Linked DNA regions of Bombyx mori: region 1 is linked to region 2. The links are chromatin contacts, called in public Hi-C maps. All regions are on one chromosome and are shown on one strand. Each heading gives the region's core, a stretch centred on a gene start, on an enhancer-like site or on the middle of the called end of the contact. The rest is flanking DNA. Distances are from core to core; before and after follow the strand shown. Region 1 overlaps LOC101741480 (elongation of very long chain fatty acids protein 6). Region 2 holds the start of LOC101742199 (uracil phosphoribosyltransferase homolog).

Region 1 (4,136 bases), core at 916-3,415, 33 kb before region 2:
AAACCGCTGTAGATTTATATATTAGTATAGATTATTACATATTTAAACTTGAAGAACATCTACATTAGCAAAATAAAATAATTCACTCAATTAAGCTCATCGTGTTTCAGCCAAAAGTTCCCGTAACATTGCAATCACGTTGCCTAGAGTTATAAAAAACTGCAATGAATGAAAATTTCACTTTTGTTGTATTTAAAGTTAATATTTCGTAAAATTATAATCTGAAGGATAAATATTGTTTCTATACTGACTTTTTGCTTGATTTTGACTCGGGCTACTTTAAATATTACATAACACGTAAAAGCGATACGCGCAGTTTCTTAATAATCTTTTACGGATTAAAACGAATTTGAGACTTTTTTAACAGTATATGTCTAAATGTCCTTCTAGAACGTGCGAAGGCCCTTAATGGTGCTAAATGCTTATACTTATATAATTTGGCTTTATTATTATTATATATTCTCGTACCTTAAAAACATTACGAGCATTTTCTGTAAACTTTAACAAAAATCGCTGGAGTAAATATATTAAAATACGGAAATTATATCGCGATAAGTCATCGCGGTTATCCGTCGTCATGATAAGATATCGTGGAAATGTCTGAATTTCAGTTTATTTAAGATGTTTATTTTAGTATTAAATAAAATGGATCGTCTGTAACTGTTGAATTATTAATCGTATTCAAATAGAACTTCATTTGTTGTGGTTTAGCTGTTCAATTATTTGAAACTGCTGTATAATTGGCGAGCATTATAATTTATATTATTAATTTATGTATTTATGTTTATGTAACTATACTTGAGACCTTACAACTTATATCTCAAGGTGGGTGGCGCATTTACGTTGTAGATGTCTATGGACTCCAGTAACCACTTAACATCAGGTGGGCTGTGAGCTCGTCCACTCATCTAAGCAATAAAAAAAAAAAAAAAAATTAACGAGTTTTACATGTTACGCGCTGTGTCTTCATCACTGACAATGCCGATCGTCTAACATGTCGATAATAATTGAATCATCAGACTACCACCTATCGTCCATCAGCTTGGAACTCAACAAAAGCATTAAATAAAAATATCTCAGCGGTGCCTACACTGCATGATTTTGTTTTCAATTTATGGCATTGGTTATACATTTTAAAAAAATTGAGTTCAAATTGACACCTTCAATTTGATAAACGAAAATGTCCCGTGCCCTCACGTGGGTCAGTAATGAATACCGCGCGTTAATGTCAGACAATAGGGCTGTCCGAAATTTCTAAAGCAAATATTTTACATTTCATATGTAACGTGTTAAGGATGTGGAACCATCATACCGTGTGATCTGTCGTGTTCGTAATCGCGAGAGTCGAAGACAAAAATAAAATTTAATTAACAGAATAAATAGTCAATTAGCACAAATCTCGACGAATAACATCTTAGTCGGCCGTGATCACGAAAATGATTTGAAACGTTGGAAATAAAAAATGGGAGATAAAATCGATTTGTGAAACTAATATAGTATATTTGAGAGCAAATTTGACTTATACATACATGTGGCTCTTGCGCTTTCGGTATCAACACATTCCCGATCCTGCGGACAGAATGGAAAGCACTCGACGTTGACCAAAACACGTCATTTCGGATCCTCTCGATCCACTAACGGTGCTTTTAGGTACCTCAAGCACCGGTCATCGTTCTTGTCGAACCCGTCGCTTGCAACAAAGAACTCGACGAGTAAATAATTAATCCACAGATTTTGACGAAGCATGTTGCTGATAACTTTATTTCTGTAATCTGACGAAGCATGTTGCGGATAATAACATGTACTTTTAGGTTAGGAATATTGTGTTCTTTTTTTTTATAATAAATAAATTTAAATCCACAGACAGACTGATTTTCTCGCCGAATCTTCTCAGTGGGTCGCGTTTCCGATCCGGTGGTAGATTCTGCGAAGCACGGCTCTTGCTAGAGTTCGTGTTAGCCACGTTGTCAGGTTTGAGCCTCATGAGCTCACCTACTAGTTAAGGTTACGCTGAAATAGCCTCTCAAGGCTATCAGCATAGGTAGGAAAACAAAAAAATCAATATAACAGCCGTTATTGATAACCATTTAATAACTTGTGGGACGTGAACTCGTTCAACCGTCGATTCAAATACAAATGAATATGAAATCTCGCAGTAAAATAGGATTGTGATGACCCTATCCGAATCATTATTCAGAGCATGTCAAGCGCTCGTGCCCTGCTAGTGTAGTAAGTAACGCGCCGTGGTGCCGAGGCGAAAGTTCACGTGCTTACGTTTCAAAATGTCATGTAACAAACAATATAAAGGTGATAAGATTTAAATCTTCACCGACTTAAAAAAAAGAGGAGGTTATCAATTTTTATTTTTGGTGTGTATTACTGCAGAGCTGTCTATTTGAAAGCCGGTGCTTCTCATGTGTGGCCCAATTTGAAATTTTATTAAAATCTGACCGATAGCTTTTGGGAGTTATTCTTAATAATGCATATTTAATTGACTTAAACTACATTAATGATAGTATTCTCGTTTTGTTGTATTGAATTTTGTTTTCTTTTTGTTACCTACATCTTTTGTCTTATGACGTACACAGATAGGTCTTATGATTTTCACGTGCGTATTTAAAATTTCAATAGAGTTGATATAGTTCAATAGTTGGTACGCTCACTGATATTAAGTACAGTAGATAGTAAGTACTCTGGGCATCGATATCCATTTAAAACCTATGCTATTGTGAGGATAAGACAGGTTGAAACATGAGGTCCCACCATGAACCATGAGGTACAGTGGGTCTCTCGTCCTTTGAATCGGAGCATATAACTTCTTCGCTGCAGGAATAAAATATTATATCTACCCATCCATTATGCGGGATCATTACGACCATTACTATACGCGATACGGTTTTTTTTTTATTTTTTTTTTTTTATTTTTTTTATTGACATTATGGGTGGACGAGCTCAGCTCAGCTGATGTTAAGTGGTTACTGGAGCCTATAGACATGTACAATGTAAATGCGCCACTCACCTTGAGATATAAGTTCTAAGGTCTCAGTATAGTTACAACGGCTGCCCCACCCTTCAAACCGAAATGCATTATTGCTTCACGGCAGAAATAGGCGGTGTGGAGGTACCTTTTTTTTTTTTTTTTTTTTTTCGGGTAGAGGGCCGAACCTCCTACGAGGTCCCCGCGCAAAAGGGGCGCGCGGGGTATGTGAGACTCTACGATCTGCATGGTGTTATGAGCAGACCGCGGGACCAAGGATTTTAGGGCCCACCCACTAAACGACTCCCCTGCACTCTTACACCCGACGTCCGATCCCCTCCGAGGTCAGAACCCGGATGAGGTAGGGGGGTTACCGCGGTCAACACTACAACCAGACGGCGCGGCTCACCCCAAGGACGCCCAGCCGACGGAGCCTTCGAGGCGAATCGAAGGCTCTGAAACGTCGGCCGTCTCGGTACGGCAGCCCGTCGGGCCGCCCAGACGGTGCCGCTGGTGTCCCGGAATACCCCGCTGGACCAGAACCAGCCTGCCGGGTCGGGACGCGATACACCGTCGACCGGTCGCTCTATTTACTCCATGGCAGCGCGCTAGAGTGCTGGTAGCGCGCCGCGCGGCCTCACCCCCTCAGGTCGCCCCTTGACCTTCACCGGGGGGAGTTCGCCTCTTACAGGGGCCGAAGTCGGACAAAAGCCCTTCTGCGGCCCCCGGCTCGGCGGCGACGGATAGGTGCGGAGAGGGATGAGCTCTCCCTCTCTCGTTCCGCCGCCTCCTTCTGCGAGATGGTGCACTCGCAGAAGTCGAGCATCGCCTTCCAGGACTCATCGCTGCCGAGCATCGTAGCCACGACAGTCGGCAGCGACAAGTCCGGTCCTATTTGCGAGACAAGGACACGGCGTTGCTCCACCCATGCGGGGCAATATGCGAGCGTATGCTCGACCGTGTCCTCGTCGCAGTCACAGTGGTGACACTCCATCGTCGGTTCCCTCCGGGCAACGCGATGCAGGTACCGGCCGAAACACCCATGGCCGGTAAGCATTTGCGTCAACCGGAAGGTGAGACGCCCTTGGTCACGGTTCGCCCATTTCGCGAGGACCGGGCGCACCGCCTCGACGGTCCGGAGACCGGCCGACGGGTCCGC
Region 2 (4,186 bases), core at 386-2,885:
CTATGCCTCTCTGTATTTTGTCAACGAAAAGATGCCAAGAAACAAAAAACACGATTGCTTACATATTATTCGTATAGAAAAAGTCCTTTCAATAATGATAATAGGTGCAGTTGCTTACTTTAGTAAGCGACTATTACAATGCTGCATTTCAAAGATTATATTTTAAAATAAAACTTTTCATAGCGGTACTTACACATAGACAGTGCTACTTAAAATTTCAACCTGCATTTACAGCACGTTCATTGTGATACGCTGCATTAATTAAAATAGAGGTTTGGAGGTTCACAATTCAAGAGTTTAATTAGAACAGTGAGAATGATCAAATATATTTTTTATGAGATATGTGATTTCAATGCATGATTTTAGGGGAACACCTGTGCATTCTACTAGTAAATGACGTTAAAATTTGTGAATTATTTTAGCAACAATTGATTTTGTTTTCTGGGCAAATAAAGCGTTAATGTGTCATTTTTTCTTGTTTTATTTATAAACACTAACTATACTGTATTATTATACTATTTCTTAATACTCTACTCATTATTATTTTAAGGTTGAATTTGAATGAAACCTTTCGAGATGAAGAAATATATGCATTAAATTTGATTCTATGAAATTCCACTAGCTACCATGATTGATGATAGTCCATGTGGGACTTTGGTTATTTAAATACCTACCACCATTTGTAACTGTGTTGGAGATAACATTTAATTTAATTTAACTACACAAATTCTTTGCTTTTTAATGATTGGTTGACATTTAAAAAAAGGGAAGGATTTAAAAATACCTACGTCCATTTAGTAACATCTGCATTATGTATGTACCGGGAGTAAATAGCAATTAAGATATACGTTAATAAAGTGCCATATAGCGCACGTAGTGTTACGAAAAAAAAAAATGACCCGCCGGACTCAATTTAGGTTGAGAGCTTATTGAAAATAAATTACTGCTCTTCGCTTCGACCTTATCTACCAGAAAAAATAAATTGCTTTGATATATGGACGAGCTTACCGCCCACCTGGTGTTAAGTAGTTCATCGGACACATAGACATCTACAACGTTAATGCCGCCGCCACTCACCTTGAGATATAAGTTCGAAGTATAGTTACAACGGCTGCTCTACCGTTCGAACTGAAACGCATTACTGCTTTACGGCTGAAATCGGCAATCCTGCCTGGCGGTACCTACTACTACGGTAAAACAAGTTCTATCACCAGTAATTATGCAAATTATAATTTTGAGAATTTGATTTTTATTACACGATGTTGTTCCTTCACCGTGGAAGTCAATCGTGAACATATTTGTTAAGTACGTATTTCATTAGAAATAATTGGTACCTACCAGTGGGATTCGAACACGTGTTATCCTTTAAGCCACGACGACTTCATATTTATTACATAAAATTGCTATTAGGTACGGCCTAATCTTGTTTTGCTGTTTTTTTTAATCGTTTGACACTTGAGTAAAATGTGTTGGGTACAAGCAATTCCTACTTTAACTATTCACCATTACTGCAAATACCCGTAACATATGCCACATTCAGTGTATATCTGTCTATAAATCTATTATATTTGAATTTTGTCTCTGTTGGGCTTAAAACGCAATGCCTTTGCTACTGTCGTACTGAGAGACACTTGACAGTATAGTAATTGACATTGACAGCTAGTCATACATTTCATTTTTATGATTTAGTCGTGGTTTAAAATAAAACAACAAATTGTTTTGGATTAAAATGGAAATAATTGATCAAGACATCAGGCAGTGGGACGCAGATGATGTTAAAGAACAGTTCGGGGACAGTCTGACTCTTTTGCCATCTAATGATAACATAAAAGAATTACAAACCATACTACGGGACAAGTGAGTGAGGTTAAGTTTCGTGTCATTCAACTGGCCATCATATGGTTTGGTATGGTTTATAAAATCGTGAATAAAAAAAAAAAATTATATCAGAATTTAAATAAAGAAATGCCATCTGCTGTATTTTGAGGTTGCAGTTTTTTTTTTTTTTTTGAATGAGCAGCAAAAATAAGAACCCTTTCTACCATTAAACACATAAGATACATGATATTACGCACACAATGTATCAATCAACCTGAAAAATCTATAAACAGTCTTGCTATTGCTTAAAATAATTTCTCCATTTTGTTTAATTTCAGGAACACAAGTCGTAGTGATTTCAAGTTCTATGCGGATCGTCTCATTCGTCTGGTAATAGAAGAGAGTTTGAACAAATTACCTTATACTGAGTGTGAGGTTGTTACTCCTACTGGAGCAATATATAAAGGACTTAAATATGGAGCTGGGAACTGTGGTGTGTCTATTGTGCGTTCAGGAGAAGCAATGGAACAGGTGAATTAATATTGCAGTTCATCTTCTCCATTATGGTGGAACAACCTAAGTTTGCCGAGAGTTACCTATTAGTTTTGGATCCTTTGGAAATTTTCGTCAAAGTCTCAAATATTTGATGGGTGGCTGTATCACCCTACTGTTATTATGTCTTAAGTAATTGAATACTGCAACGGAACTTTAGCTTGAGGATTTGAGTTAAATTTTTCATAGTTCTGGAATATTACGAATTCTATCATTTTATGCTGTAATAATTTGCAACATCATTAATTATGTTTCAGGGCCTTAGAGACTGTTGTAGATCTATTCGGATTGGTAAAATCTTAGTAGAAAGTGATACTGACACACATGAAGCTCATGTTGTATATGCGAAGTTTCCAGAAGACATTGCAAGACGACAGGTGTTGCTCATGTACCCAATAATGTCTACAGGAAATACAGTTAAACAGGTTATTAAATTTATTTAGTGACTTTAGTATTGTAAGCTTTACTTAGCTTGAGCTTTTGGGTGTGGGAATACTCATGTCTCTCATACTCACGGACTAACCAGCAGAAGAGGCAAGCCACAGGGGCGTAAAACCTGGAACCTGGTGGAGGGCAGTGGTAGCCATCAGTACCAAAGTGAAACGAAAGAGCCATATATTCTGAACCGATTCACTCTTGGATTACTATAGTCACTGAGGCCATAGTACCGCGATGTAGAAAGTAATGGGAACCTACTACATTATTAATCTCATGAGAGTTGCAATGATGAGTAAGACAGAGAATATCACATACAGCATCAACGCAACCACAACCATTCTGACAAGAGTGTCTGACTGAGAAGAAAAAAGAAGTATGGTAAACCTGGAGTTTTTGCTATGAAACAGTGATGTATGTCAATTTTAACTGTGAGACAACTGTACAATATAACTGAGGTTAACACCTCATGTTTCAAGATGAATGTGTGTGAGAGTGTATGATGCAACATCTCTGAGTTCCAATAACCACTTAACACCAAGCAGGCTGTGAGGTTGTTAACACATCAACTACGTAATTAGAAAGTTCTTGTTTTTGCATAATTTTCTAGTTTATAGTAGCTTTTGTAGTATAATAGCACTAAGTTTTGTTCTAGATAAGTAAATTAATTTCAGCACAATTGTAAAAGAAAAAGGCATTTTGATTACTATACAAATTTACCCCAGAGGGGCATTTGAAGCACACTTATTGCTAAAGTATCAAATTTCTTTATAGGATTCCTTCTTTGTTTTCTCCTTTCAAATGTAGGAATAGGATGTAAAAAAATCCTGGTTTGCAAATCAAGAGGCACATCCAATTCAGTACAGTTGGAATCTTATTAATGGTTGAATTTACAGTATATTTATACATTACATAATATATGGGTGTGATTGTATTTTTTATAATAATGTAATAAAAGTTATTTTTCTGGTGGTAGTATTGTACACATGAACATACATGGTTGTTTTGCTTGTGTATGCTGCGGAGTGATTATACTTTATGGTCTGCAGCATCTAAGAGCTACTATACAAGATAACTGAAACTTCTTTAACTTCTTTCTTCTTTTTAATTAGTGTTAGGACGTCTTGTGAGTCCACGCCGGTAGGTACCACCACCCTGCCTATTTCTGCTGTGAAACAGTAATGCGTTTCGGTTTGAAGGGTGGGCCAGCCGCTGTAACTATACTTGAGACCTTAGAACTTATACCTCAAGGTGGGTGGCGCATTTACGTTGTAGATGTCTATGGGCTCCAGTAACCACTTAACTCCAGGTGGGCTGTGAGCTCGTCCACCATTCAAAGCAATAAAAAAAAGAAAGTTTTCTGGTAGTAGTATTGTGCACA

What was found. A called contact is a pair of places that touch in the nucleus more often than the background predicts.
Region 1: a Hi-C map of middle silk gland shows a contact between it and region 2, with 1.5 times the contacts expected there. The contact joins the enhancer-like site here to the promoter of LOC101742199 in region 2. A contact is called at or near these places in 3 of 7 Hi-C or Micro-C datasets (middle silk gland and whole pupa).

Annotation. Positions count from the first base shown.
Region 1 is chr22:2,861,585-2,865,720 of ASM3026992v2, reverse strand. All of the region lies in intron 2 of LOC101741480 (elongation of very long chain fatty acids protein 6), which reads left to right. Among protein-coding and RNA genes, the nearest start is that of LOC134200943, 9.8 kb to the right of the region's middle. Within about 2 kb of position 2,165, at least 5 of the 8 cell types and tissues checked have open chromatin away from gene starts, as enhancers often do.
Region 2 is chr22:2,827,717-2,831,902 of ASM3026992v2, reverse strand. It overlaps LOC101742199 (uracil phosphoribosyltransferase homolog), which reads left to right and starts at 1,635. Exons shown (of 4, transcript XM_004924741.4): 1 at 1,635-1,857; 2 at 2,157-2,349; 3 at 2,628-2,795. The coding sequence starts at 1,730. LOC101741480 (elongation of very long chain fatty acids protein 6) reads left to right here. Exons shown (of 4, transcript XM_004924735.5): 4 at 1-468.